2 separate regions of the Zea mays genome follow, and region 1 is linked to region 2. The links are chromatin contacts, called in public Hi-C maps. All regions are on one chromosome and are shown on one strand. The core of a region is the stretch at or near the end of the contact, and the rest is flanking DNA. Distances in the headings are between cores, read along the strand shown.

Region 1 (5,650 bases), core at 114-2,613, 220 kb before region 2:
CATGCCGTATATGCGTAAAACCTGTACACGGAAACGTTTCATAAGACAATATCACAATAATCAACTTATACATAGTGATTTGTTTAGCTTCGGCATGTCTAGCACACAATTGAGATGTAAAACTAAGGGCTTGTTCGGTTATTTTCAATCCATATGGATTGGAGGGGATTGATATGGATTGGAGGGGATTTTGACTTACTAGGGATTGAAACCCCCTCAATCCCCCTCAATCCATATGGATTGGGGTAGAACCGAACAAGCCCTAAAGGGGACACATACATCGCCTGATTGGATGGGCGCGCGGGCTCTCACCGTCCTACCCGGGGATACGACCATTTTGCAGGTACCCGCGCGTGGTGCAGACATATGCTCTTAAAATAGTTTATTTTGCATTCGATCATTTAGTCTCTTTCTCTCACGTGCACACAACCAAATACAAACTCAGACAAAGTCAACACATACTATAGTCCAAGATAAGATGGTGCGGACAACCAATCAAATAGAGAGTATACACAAAACCAGTGGCGTAGATAGTGGGTGGTCCAGGTGGGCCACGACATATCCTAAGCCGGCCCATCGGATCACCAGTCCACCAAGATTCATATAAAAAATACTGATATATATTATATTTGCATTCTAATATATACATTTATAGACTTAAATGTTAAATCTATAGTGTTATATGTTATTTTTATCTTTATATTTTGAATTATATACCAAATTATTATATATTATATTAAATTTTTTATAAAAAATCTAATGGCATACCTTACCAAAAAATTCTAGCTACGCCACTGCACAAAACCACCTTCGTACATATACACGTAAAATCAAACTAAAACTTTCGATTGATAAACTTTTGTACGTGATAAGAGTACGTTGATAGTTCCTAATAGCCTTGGTATGATAGGGGGACGTGCAAAATTTTAGCTTGCAGCCAGAGTACGATAAAAACTCAAGCACACTGCAGCAATTACCCACGCGGTAAACGCAACAAATCGAGGAACTCGTTACTTCCATTTGCAGCCATCAATTTCTCCTTGTTTTTTCTCCTGTCGAGCAGCACTACAACAGCTGTCATTGCTCGACTTCGACTGTGAAGCCTCCAAACATGTCTGATTTTTTTCTTCCGCCCTATTTTTAGTTTTTACAACCACCATTAATATCGGGATTTTTTTACTGCTGTAAAAAAGAGATACGTCTCATTGTTTTAACAGGCAATTACAGCTGCCTGTAGTAGTTTCCAGCCGGGAGGGAGTGCCTGTGGACACGGCTGTGGCTTGGCTTTATTTACTCCTTCGGAACCGTTCATCTCTGCTGACCTTCCCCCTCCTCGTCGTCCTCCACTCCGCCCTCCAACGCCACGGACGCGGGACGCGTCCCAATTAAACCCTTCTCCTTCTCTCTCTCTCTCCTCTCTCTCTCTCTCTATTTCCGCCTGCCACTCTACGCGCGCAGAAAAAAATCAGGACAGAAATAAGCGGAGGCGAGGGAGTGGAGGAAGGGAACAACAGACAAATTCTCTGCGGTGAATGGAGGTTTCGGCCGAGTGCGCGGGCGGCGGGAGTGTGAAGAAGGAGGCGGACCTCTTCCTTGTCGACGACCTACTCGACCTGCCGTGCGACGACGACGACGAGGAGACGGTGGTGGGCGACTGGGAAGGGGACGGGAGTAAGCAGGCTGCGGTGTTGGACCGGGGTTGTGGCGCCGGCGGGGAGGAGGGTGCCGCCGGTAACGCGTCGAAGAACGAATCGTCGGCGGTGACTGCGCTGGACAGCTGCAGCAATTCCATCTCGGGTTCCGGCCTCGCCGACGGGGACTTCTCCGGCGGGCTGTGCGAGCCGGTAAAACTCCCGCCAAAGCCTCTCGTTGTTTTCTTCCATGAATTCCGGCGAACTGTTCGGTTTTTTACGCGTTTTGTCGGAAGAATTCACGGTTCCGCTGATCCGTCCGAGCTCCACCGGCACCCATTAAATTTCTCTTCCAATGGAGGGAAACGTCACCCCTGAATAGTAGTAACTCATGCGACCCAGAAATAGCGGCGTCATCCTGAACGCTCGCCACTGCACTCTGCAGGCAACCACTCGAAAAAATAGTTGGGTGCTGAGCTGATTCATTGACTTTTAGTTGACGGCTCCATTGCTGACCGGTTTTTTCCTTGCTCTGAATGAATCCCTGCGCCTGCGCAGTACGACCAACTAGCGGAGCTGGAATGGCTGTCCAACTACCTGGGCGAGGACAACTTTCCCACGGAGGATCTGAAGAAGCTGCAGCTCATCACCGGCATTCCGCCGGCTGCAACCGCGATGGCGCCCGCGCCCGCGCCCGCCGCCGCACAGGCACAGCCGGCCGCTGGCGTGTTGCCACAGGAGGCGCCCGTGCTGGGCAAGGCACGCAGCAAGCGGTCGCGCGTCGCGCCATGCAGCTGGGCCTCCCGCCTGGTCGTGCTCCCGCCACCTAGTCCCGGCTCGCCGCCGTCCGCGGCCATCTCGCCGTCCGAGTCCGGCTCCGGCACCGCGGCGCTGGCGTTCCCGGCCAGGAAGCCGTTGAAGCCTGCGAAGAAGAAGGAGGCGCCGTCGCCGTCGCTGCCGCCGGTGCCAAACAACGCCGCGGCGGCGGGCGCGGGGGAGGGGCGGCGGTGCCTGCACTGCGAGACCGACAAGACGCCTCAGTGGAGGACGGGGCCGCTGGGCCCCAAGACGCTGTGCAACGCGTGCGGCGTGCGGTACAAGTCGGGCCGCCTCGTGCCGGAGTACCGGCCGGCGGCGAGCCCGACCTTCGTGGTGTCGAAGCACTCCAACTCCCACCGGAAGGTGCTGGAGCTGCAGCGCCAGAAGGAGGCGCACCCGCACCACCACCACCAGTACCAGCCGCAGCAGGCCCTCGCCCACGTCGGCGCCGGCGGGACCTTGAACTTGATGCACGCGCCGAGCCCGCTGCTGTTCGACGGGCCGGCGGCGCCGCTCATCGGCGACGACTTCTTGGTCCACAGCCACATAGGGCCGGACTTCCGTCAGCTCATCTAGGGACGCCGTCTGGTCATTTGCTCTCTCTAGAGTCTGATCCAATAGCCCAGGAATAATAATTCAGCGCAACCAAAAACTGATCTTTATTTTCTAGGAGTTTTTCCCTCCAGTTTTTCCTTTGTATTTTCACCAGACTATCTTTTCCGAAATCTTCAATTTTTTTTTTGTTTCTCTCTCGATTTCTCGTGTTTTTTTTTTGCTTGAACCTTTCTTCTCGGACCTTTGAGTTTCTGACACCTTAGAAAATAATTCTAGGGAGTTGTTTTTCTTAGCCTCCCCCACCCCGGCTTTCTTTCTTAGCATGTTTTTGAGATTTGTATAATGCAGAGCTCCTAGAGGAAGAGTAAACAAGCAGGTCTAAAGTTCAGACTTCAAAGCTAGTGTGAGCCTTCATACTGTACTCCTAGTTGTTTCATTGTTTTTTGTGAAATCCCAATCTTGTCTGCGTTTCGGCGAGCAAGACGACGATTCGCTCTCTGCTGCTGAACCGATCGCTGTAATGATAAAGGGGGACTCACGGCTCACAAATTAAAGCCACAGGACCCACGATCAGAAGCGTGAGAGGGTGAGTGTGGTGTGAGCAACCAAACCAAAAAGTAGTACGGAGCACTCCTGCTAACCAGCAGAGAGTAGGGTGAAAAAACTGAAAAAGGTGCACGTGATCGTCGGAGTCTTGGCATATCTTGCAATGCAAAAACACACACACACAGCTCATGTTCAACCTGAATGGTCATGGTCAGGTCTCCGAACCCAATGAAGACAAAAGCAGCAACGTAAAGAGTGATTATTGTTGGGATCTATTACCAGATGCCAGCATCCTGTACGTGTAGCAGCGTGGTACGGCATGTGGGGTTTGGGTATGGTTGCAGTGCAGGCCGGCCAGAGCATTGGATCCAATTCCAACCACTTCGCTCGCTGTGAAAAAGAAAGAAAAGGGGGGGGGGGGGGGGGGGGGGGGGTTGGTCCGGCGCTGTTGTTGGATTATGATCCTCCTCGTTTGGGCCCGTTTTTGGATGCGTCGAATTACCCTATTGGATTGGATGCGTGCTTTTGCTAGCTAGCTACCAGTACCTGTCCTTTGGTACAGCACTACAGCACCCCCCCCCCCCCCCCCCCCCCCCCCCCCCCCCCCCCCCCCCCCCCCCCCCCCCCCCCCCCCCCCCCCCCCCCCCCCGCGCACGGAGCGGGTACCGGTAAATGTAATGGCAAGTGCATCGACGACGTCTGATAGATTTCGCAGGAAGCAAAGGGCACTCACCACTCCTTCCGGGTGCCTAATTTATTTCTGTGCTGTGCTGTGCTGTGCATGCATGGAGACGAGACGACTGGACTGGAGAGAAACTAGCTATATAGGAAGGAAGGAGTACGTACTACTTACTAGAGTTGGTAAAGAAGATGGTCTGTCTGACACGTTACAGCATGTTAGGAAAAACCGCTTGCTCCTTAGTATCGTACTGTACAAGCGAAGAAACGCTTGCGCTGGTGTCCTGGATACCTTCTCTAATCTTCATGCCGGCCGGCCCCACTTCACTCTCAGGACGACATTTGCGAGTCATGCATATGCATGCCGCAGTATCGGTTTCCGGAAATTTTATGTAGGTGGTTCGTACTGTCTGACTCTATGATGACCAAAGTCCAAAGCGAAGGGAGCTTTCAGCTTGTTCGCTGCGGCTTGCTGCGGCTGCAATCCGGCTACGGCTGCGGCTTCTACAGTATTTTTCTCTCTATGGATTGCAGCTGCAGCAGTCCAAACAGCTGCAACAGTGTCGGCTTGCAGCCAGCCGAACACGCCCTTTCTTTCAGCACTTTGATGCCACCATTTTTGCAGGTTAGATGAATACGTACGTATGTACCATGTATGCGATCTTGGAATGTCCATTCATTATTATATTGCCATGCAGTTTGGACTACTGCAGCAAAACGTTATAGCAGCCGGTACGAATTATATATGAAGCAAACAACTAATAACAAGTCATGGAGATAGATAGCTACGTGCGCGGGGGGAATTTAATTCAGTCAGCACTACTCGGAAGTGGAAACACTTGTGATGCGTACATGCACGTTGAGCGCTACGCTGAACACAACAACGAACAAAGGGAGAAAATAAATTCTTTTTTGTTAACACATCATGCACCGGAATTCATATGGAACATATCATGACCAGCAAGCTTAATACCACGGAATTCATATGGAACATATCATGCACCGTTTAATGATCGATCTTTCTCTTTATCAATGTAAGAGCGCGAGCAATTATGCTTGTGAGATTATACATGTAGGAGAGAAAAATTCTTCGGCCGGGTGGTGGAGTGTACCTGCCCTGATCTTAAGATGTGGAGGCAGCCTATGGATTGCCTGATTAGTTGGAAGAACACGAGAACACAAGTGTTAGAGCGGTTCAGGCCGCCAGAATGTAATACCCTACATCTATTGTGAGTTGTATTGTCTAGAAGTCTATGTGTGTATCTGTCCAAAGAAAAGCATGAGCCCTGTCTCTGAGACTTGTCCTCTACCATGAGTGTGTCCTCCCTTTTATAGCCCAAGAGAGACGCGTATATAGGTGTACATTTGGGCCGGGTCTAATGGGCCGGCCCGAAGCACGGAAAAAAGCACGGCCCAGGCAC
Region 2 (6,362 bases), core at 487-2,986:
CCGGAGGGCACGCGAGCGCCGTAGCGTGCCCATCCATTTAGCGGGAGAGAGAAGGAATCGGGAGGGGAGAGGAGGAGGAGGAGGAGGAGGAGGAAGGCGGTGAAGAGAATAGGGGCGCACTGTAGCCCCTAAAACGGCTACAGTGTTAGGGGAGGGGAGTGGTAGCGGCGTCCGTTGAACACAGTCTAAAGCCTCCAACATTCATAAAGCGTGCCCGCGCGTGACGCTTTGGAAGCTTTGTGGAGCCCAAATTAAAGCCGAGAGAGCCCTCGGCTCCTCAAGAAACCACGGGAATGGCCTTCCGCAGCTATGTCACCGTACCGCTACTAGCCCGAAATGGCACTCCACTCCTGATATTTTTATTTATCCATGGGTAAAACCGAGATTTTTCCTCGGTGATGGCAGCATTGGCAGGGCAGGGACGCGGGGAACCAATTGGTGGCCGGCACGTTCGGCAGCGTCGACGACGTCAAACAATTCCAATCGTGCTCCCGCGCTCGCGTACTGCTTGTCAACTTTTTCCACTTTCGAACGAAGCCGGCCGTGCTGAGCCAAATCGCTCCACGCAGGCCGGCGCTGCCGTGCAGTGCAGATGGTCCGCGGTGCAGGCTTGGGGTCGTTTTCTGCGTGGAAAACTATATCAATCTATATAGGTCAGAACGATCTAACATAAATTTCATTTAAAATTCTAGTATATCCAACCACCCCAACGCACATGAACATTCAAACAAAACGTTCGAAAATAGAGCAACCATAGGCTGTGTGGGCGTGTGGCCCATGAAATCACCATATGCTCAGGGCCTTGCAAAGATATGAAATGGAGGAAAAGGAATATTGTTGTCTTTTCTTCTTCTCTTCCGTCCTTACCGAGTACTAAGTCACTTCCCCATTGAGGAATAAGTTAACTAGGGAGAAGTTAAGAGAGATATTTACCAAATGCTTATCTTAATAAAGTTTTTTTTCCAGTTTGTGCCAAAAATACAGAAGTAGAGGTTAATGTTAGTTGAGTAACGTGCATCAGGTGTCCGATAGAGACAACCGAGTCAAATTTAGGCTGATTAGACCACCTAACCAACTCAGCTAGAGACATCAAACTCACGACACGTTTGCCGCTCCGGTCATCTATTTCCAACACTGCTGCTTACATTATCGACCAGCGAAACCAAAGCCTCTCAATGGTTACTGACTCTTCTGAACAGTTGCACATAAACACAAACATCAAAGAATCTCACGACGCGAACTCCATCGAGTTTTTTTGACCAGACCACATCAGTCTAGGCTGCTCTTACTTAGCTAGTCGGCACTCAGCAGCACTAGCTTAAGAGCCTAGACGAAGGATGTATGTTACACTGAAAAACCTGTTGTGTGGTAATTGTGATTTTATCCTTCAAAGGAGTGGCAATTATGATTGAAGGATAAATTTATATTTATATGTCCTATTTCACAGAGACAGCCTTGTTTTTCGTTTAAAAAAAAGACAAGAAATCACAAAGTCGAATTTTGATGGACAAAATCACAATTACACTCGACAAGAACACAATTGCCGGTATGACAGGCCACAGAATCGGGCTGCCGGGATAGGGCGAGTGATGGTTGGGCCGTATACACGTGGGCCTGACGCTAGAGGGGAAAAGAGCTTGACCGCGTCGAGAAGTGTCTTAATGGACAAGTGGGCCGCGGGCCCGCGGCCACCATACAACCCAGCAGAAAGGCGAGGAGACGAACCGAAGATTGGCCAAATCTCGCTTGCGTTTCTGGGGTGGTGTCTCTGACTCTCTGGCTCCGTCCCCGGCACCGGCGGGCGGTGGCGTGATGGCGGACTGGGAGGGGATCCCGCCGCGGGAGCGGCGGCAGATGGAGGAGATCCTGCAGCTCGACATGGAGGAGCTCAACGTGGAGGTCGTCGACGACAACGAAGAAGACGAGGAGGAAGAGGAGGGTGACGGCAACGAGGAGGACTACGACGTCGATGCCTTCCTCAGGTGATTCGAAGGACACTGGCCACGAGACCACTGTACAATCCTTCCTTCAACTCCATGCGTGTATTTTACCCTCCTCCTCCTCCTCCAACGGTGGGCCCCACTGTGCTGCTCCATGTATTTGTCGTAGGTACCGATGTTGCTTATCCATTTCTTGTAGAGTTGATTTAGCAAAGGCCTAGCCAGTGCAGTTAGTTTTCGGTAACATTTCAACGTGGCAATTTGGAGGCTGTGGTCGGAGATCGTTAAGCTTATGAAGATCTTAAGCGTCCGAAATCCAGCCTTGAGGAGCTAGTCTATTTGCCTAGGATGGGGATTTGGGGATTTCAGCTTAAAGGAACAACAACTCTGGAAAGTCGGGGTAGTGTTAACTTCGCATCCTTCACCGACGTTTCACATTTTAGATCCATTTTCCTTCACATTTTAGAATGAAAAAATAATAGCTTGCTCTCTTTGCGATTATTTTTCCATTCTTGCAATGCCTTGTGTTTTGATTCAAATGGAATTCATGATAAGTTTGTTGACTGCTGAAAATTGCAGTTAGCTTAGAGCAATGTTCAGCCTTACAATTTCTGTGCTTATTCACTTCATTCTTTCTATACAGAGATTTGGTACCTTTGGAGACCGCCTACAGACTTTTTCGTAGTATTGTTTAGATGTTTATCCAAATTTGTTCAACCATTTGAATGTTTCTATTTATCAGAGATAACAATGGAGATGGAGTGGCTAGCACCTCTGGACCATTCACATTCAATAGGTCTCTAGCTTCACTGCACACATACCTTGGCGGTAAATGTCAACCTAATCTTAACATGTTTATCATGCCGATTGCAAACTGTGAAGCTCTTTTTTTTATATCACTCAGAGGTTGACGATACTCGGGGTAGAGTTACTCTTTTAGATGGTGGCACAATCCTCAACTTGCCAATGTTTTATCTTCAAGGTAATATCTGATTGTACTTATTCTCTCTCCTACATTCTTTATTTTCTTTTGATCATCTTTTCAGTATTTATATTAAAGGGAGATAAGTAACATTTGCTCCAACTCCACTGTACTTTCATTCATCATATTTTTATCTGCTCTTCTAAGTTGTGGTTCGCATGTTCCTGTTTAAATTATATCATTCAAGTGGCATGGATACAAGTTTCTCTATACCTGTTAGTACTGTTAGTGGGTATGTGGAAGTTTATCTTGTTTTGTAGCAGTATAATAATGTTACAAATGTATTCATATTTATGCAGTAAATATAAGACATGCGAAATTGAACAGCTCCTGCATGGTGCCCAATAGGAACGTCCAGAAGGATTAGGGTTTCTCTTGTCAATCAAGAATGATTTGCGATTTATACTAGTTCTTTGGGATCCTTGAATGTGTATGGATATCGGTTATGTGAGAAAACTTCGCCTTGGCTGCAAAGCCTGTGCATTAGAGATGAGACACACATCCACCGATCTTTCACTTGACTATGCCGGACAATGCATTAACAGATTGCAGCCATAATTTAAAACTGTCAGCTCTCATAAACAGTGTATCAGAAATAATGGTCTGTGCATTTTGGTTTTGCAGGCGTTGTTCTATTTCCTGGAGCTACCCTGCCTCTCAGAGTAATTCAGGATAGATTAGTAGTAACTATTGACAAAGCTTTGAGACTGGTCGATGCTCCATGCACAATTGGGGTGGTACGTGCCAATCATGTTAAATTCAACTGCTAGCCTGCTACTTTTTCTTGTTGATTTTATTTGTAGTGATTATGGTCCAATTATCCAGGTTCTCATGCGACGACTCCCAAATCATCGACATTATGCTACTGCTTCAGTTGGAACAACCGCAGAGGTCTTGCACACCTGTTTCTACTGTGATTTCTGTTCCATTTTGTAGATCAATTAGCGATTGTTCACCAAACTTTCATGTGGTTGGATGTCTTCTAAAGAACAATTGAATCGCGTATGAACTGCCATGTGTCTAATCATGTGTCCCCTGACTAAATACTATTGATTTTGTGTGCATAAAGCTTCAAGATTATCTCATCTCTAGTATGATTATGAACATTAACTTGTTAATATGCATCTCGTGGGCTTCATTCCCTTTTGGTTATTTAATCAACATCACAAGTTGCAACAATTTCTTCTTAAAATGCCCTGTTCAGCTCAGCTGATATTTATTTTTGTTCACCTTATAGATACGTCAATTTGGAAGGTTGGAAGATGGTTCATTAAATGTTGTTGCCCGTGGGCAGCAAAGATTTCGTTTAAGGAGGCATTGGATTGATGTTGATCGGGTGGTAAGTCCAAACATGTTATCATTCTTTTGAAATATGAACATTTTAAAGAATATAGCTAGCTTCATTTACTCTTCTCAATAGGTGTGGGGTGAGGTACAAATTATTGAAGAAGATACTCCCTTGAGAACTCCTAGAGATGCATTTGCTCAGGTAGCTGCATGCAATACCTTCAATTTGCATGCTTCGTCATCAGTCATCAGTTTGGATAGGTCTCCTATGAAACAAGATCATATAGATTCAGAACTAGAGTGCAACACTCCATCACCAAACAGTAAAATAAGCAACCCTTCATCAATGGATTCAAGGTTGTGCCATCTAGGTTCACAGTCAAGTGACTCGATGAAATCATCCTCAGATGAAGACGGGGATTTGATGCCCAAACAGTTTTGGAAGCGGAAACAACATTCTGTGAGGGAAAGTGGTGCATCAAGTCATTCCGACAAGAAGACCAACATGAGAAATGATAACAATCTTTGCTTGACGCCTCTCCAGTCATCGCCAATAGCAAAAACAAGAGATGCTAAGCGGCGGCGACAGTACCATGCTTACTCAAAGCAGGCTTCTCATGCACCATTATCATTTTGGCCTCGGTGGGTATATGAAATGTATGATTCATATACACTTGCTCGCAGTGCTGCAGGTATAGAAATCCAATCTCATCAACCTATGTTTTATATCTGCAGTTTTGTAAAACTCTTTTCCTGTTACTCTAAGATAAGTGCAAGCTGCCTGAGGTCTCATTGGAATATTTGGTCAATTGTTTGAATTACACCGGTGCCTTGGTTGCAGAGTTATGGAGACAGATAATTGCAAACCCAAGCATGGACGATCATGTAAGAAAGCCAGATATTTTGTCATTTCACATCGGAAGCAAACTTCCAGTCTCAGAATCTGTGAGACAAAAACTTCTGGAGATTGATGGAGTTTCATATCGCCTACAGAAAGAAATTCAGCTTCTCAAGGCCTTCAATCATATTAAATGTAGAAATTGCCAGGTAACGGTCTACTGTATCTGGAAGTGCTATTTTAGTGAAGTGTCTTAACTGATGAAACTTTTAACTGGATTTGCTCTGTAGTTTCTATAACACAAGGTTTTTCTATAGTCAAATGGTATTACAGCTATGATCTTGTTGGCTGAGCTTTTTAGACCTTTTGGCTGCCCCTTGTCTATTCGTCATAGAGTCTATTTTAAAGTTTGAGGCAGAGGCAATAGGTCTTATTGTTTAGCTGTTGCATGCTCCATGATGATTTAGTGAAAATGACATATAGATCAAGCAGTTTGATACTTCTTATGGCAAATGTTGGCCATCGTCGTACTAACAAAGTGTAAAATACATAATTGAATCTGTGTTTTTTTCCTTCTGTGTGGATTACTTTTACCACCCCATTTTGCTGATTTGTTTGTTTTTCTTCTAGTCTCATATAGCAAAACGTAGTGACATGGTGGTGATGTCTACCGACGGGCCTCTTGGTGCCTATGTCAACCCTCACGGTTGTGTCCACGAGACGATTACAGTCAGCAATGCAACTGGGCTAGCACTCATTGGCAATCCTTCGAAAGTCCACAGCTGGTTTCCTGGGTACGATCTTGCCTGTCGTTTGCTGTTCGTTTTTGTGCCTGGCTTTTTTTCTACAACACAACTTAAACTACGAAATTAAGTCCGAAGAGTGCTACTTGCAACTCTAGTAAATACTCTTTTTTTTTTGCCGTGCAGGTACTCGTGGACGATTGCAGCATGCATGGCCTGCGAGTCCCACATAGGCTGGCTATTCAGAGCCACCAAGAAGAATCTGCGGCCTAGGTCCTTCTGGGGGATCCGCAGCTCACAAATCGCAGACGACACACAAGTAGATCAGGGTGACTGATGCTCCAAACTTCCATGCGTATAAGGCCATAGTAGCAGTGGACTACTAAGTCATATATGACCTGGTGTTCCCAATCCTCCAGTCGTGTCTGGTTCATACGCACTGCCTGCCTTTTTTGTGTTGGCATAGTAGGGACGGTGGAGTTCCCTGTAAAACAATCACTCTTTTTCTACTGTTGTAGTAGTGCTCTGCACTGAAGGGATTTACTGAATCTCTCTTTTTTTGGTCTAAATAA

The links. A called contact is a pair of places that touch in the nucleus more often than the background predicts.
Region 1: a Hi-C map of ear shows a contact between it and region 2, with 3 times the contacts expected there. The contact joins the promoter of LOC100279625 here to the promoter of LOC100193513 in region 2. A contact is called at or near these places in 2 of 25 Hi-C or Micro-C datasets (ear and tassel).

The regions. Positions count from the first base shown.
Region 1 is chr6:172,044,794-172,050,443 of Zm-B73-REFERENCE-NAM-5.0, reverse strand. LOC100279625 reads left to right here and starts at 1,363. Exons shown (of 2, transcript NM_001152621.1): 1 at 1,363-1,844; 2 at 2,190-3,399. The coding sequence starts at 1,533. The coding sequence ends at 3,026.
Region 2 is chr6:171,825,076-171,831,437 of Zm-B73-REFERENCE-NAM-5.0, reverse strand. It overlaps LOC100193513 (ATP-dependent protease La (LON) domain protein), which reads left to right and starts at 1,736. Exons shown (of 10, transcript NM_001138625.1): 1 at 1,736-1,982; 2 at 2,683-2,768; 3 at 2,845-2,922; 4 at 3,547-3,659; 5 at 3,748-3,813; 6 at 4,160-4,261; 7 at 4,343-4,901; 8 at 5,051-5,256; 9 at 5,678-5,841; 10 at 5,977-6,362. The coding sequence starts at 1,813. The coding sequence ends at 6,127.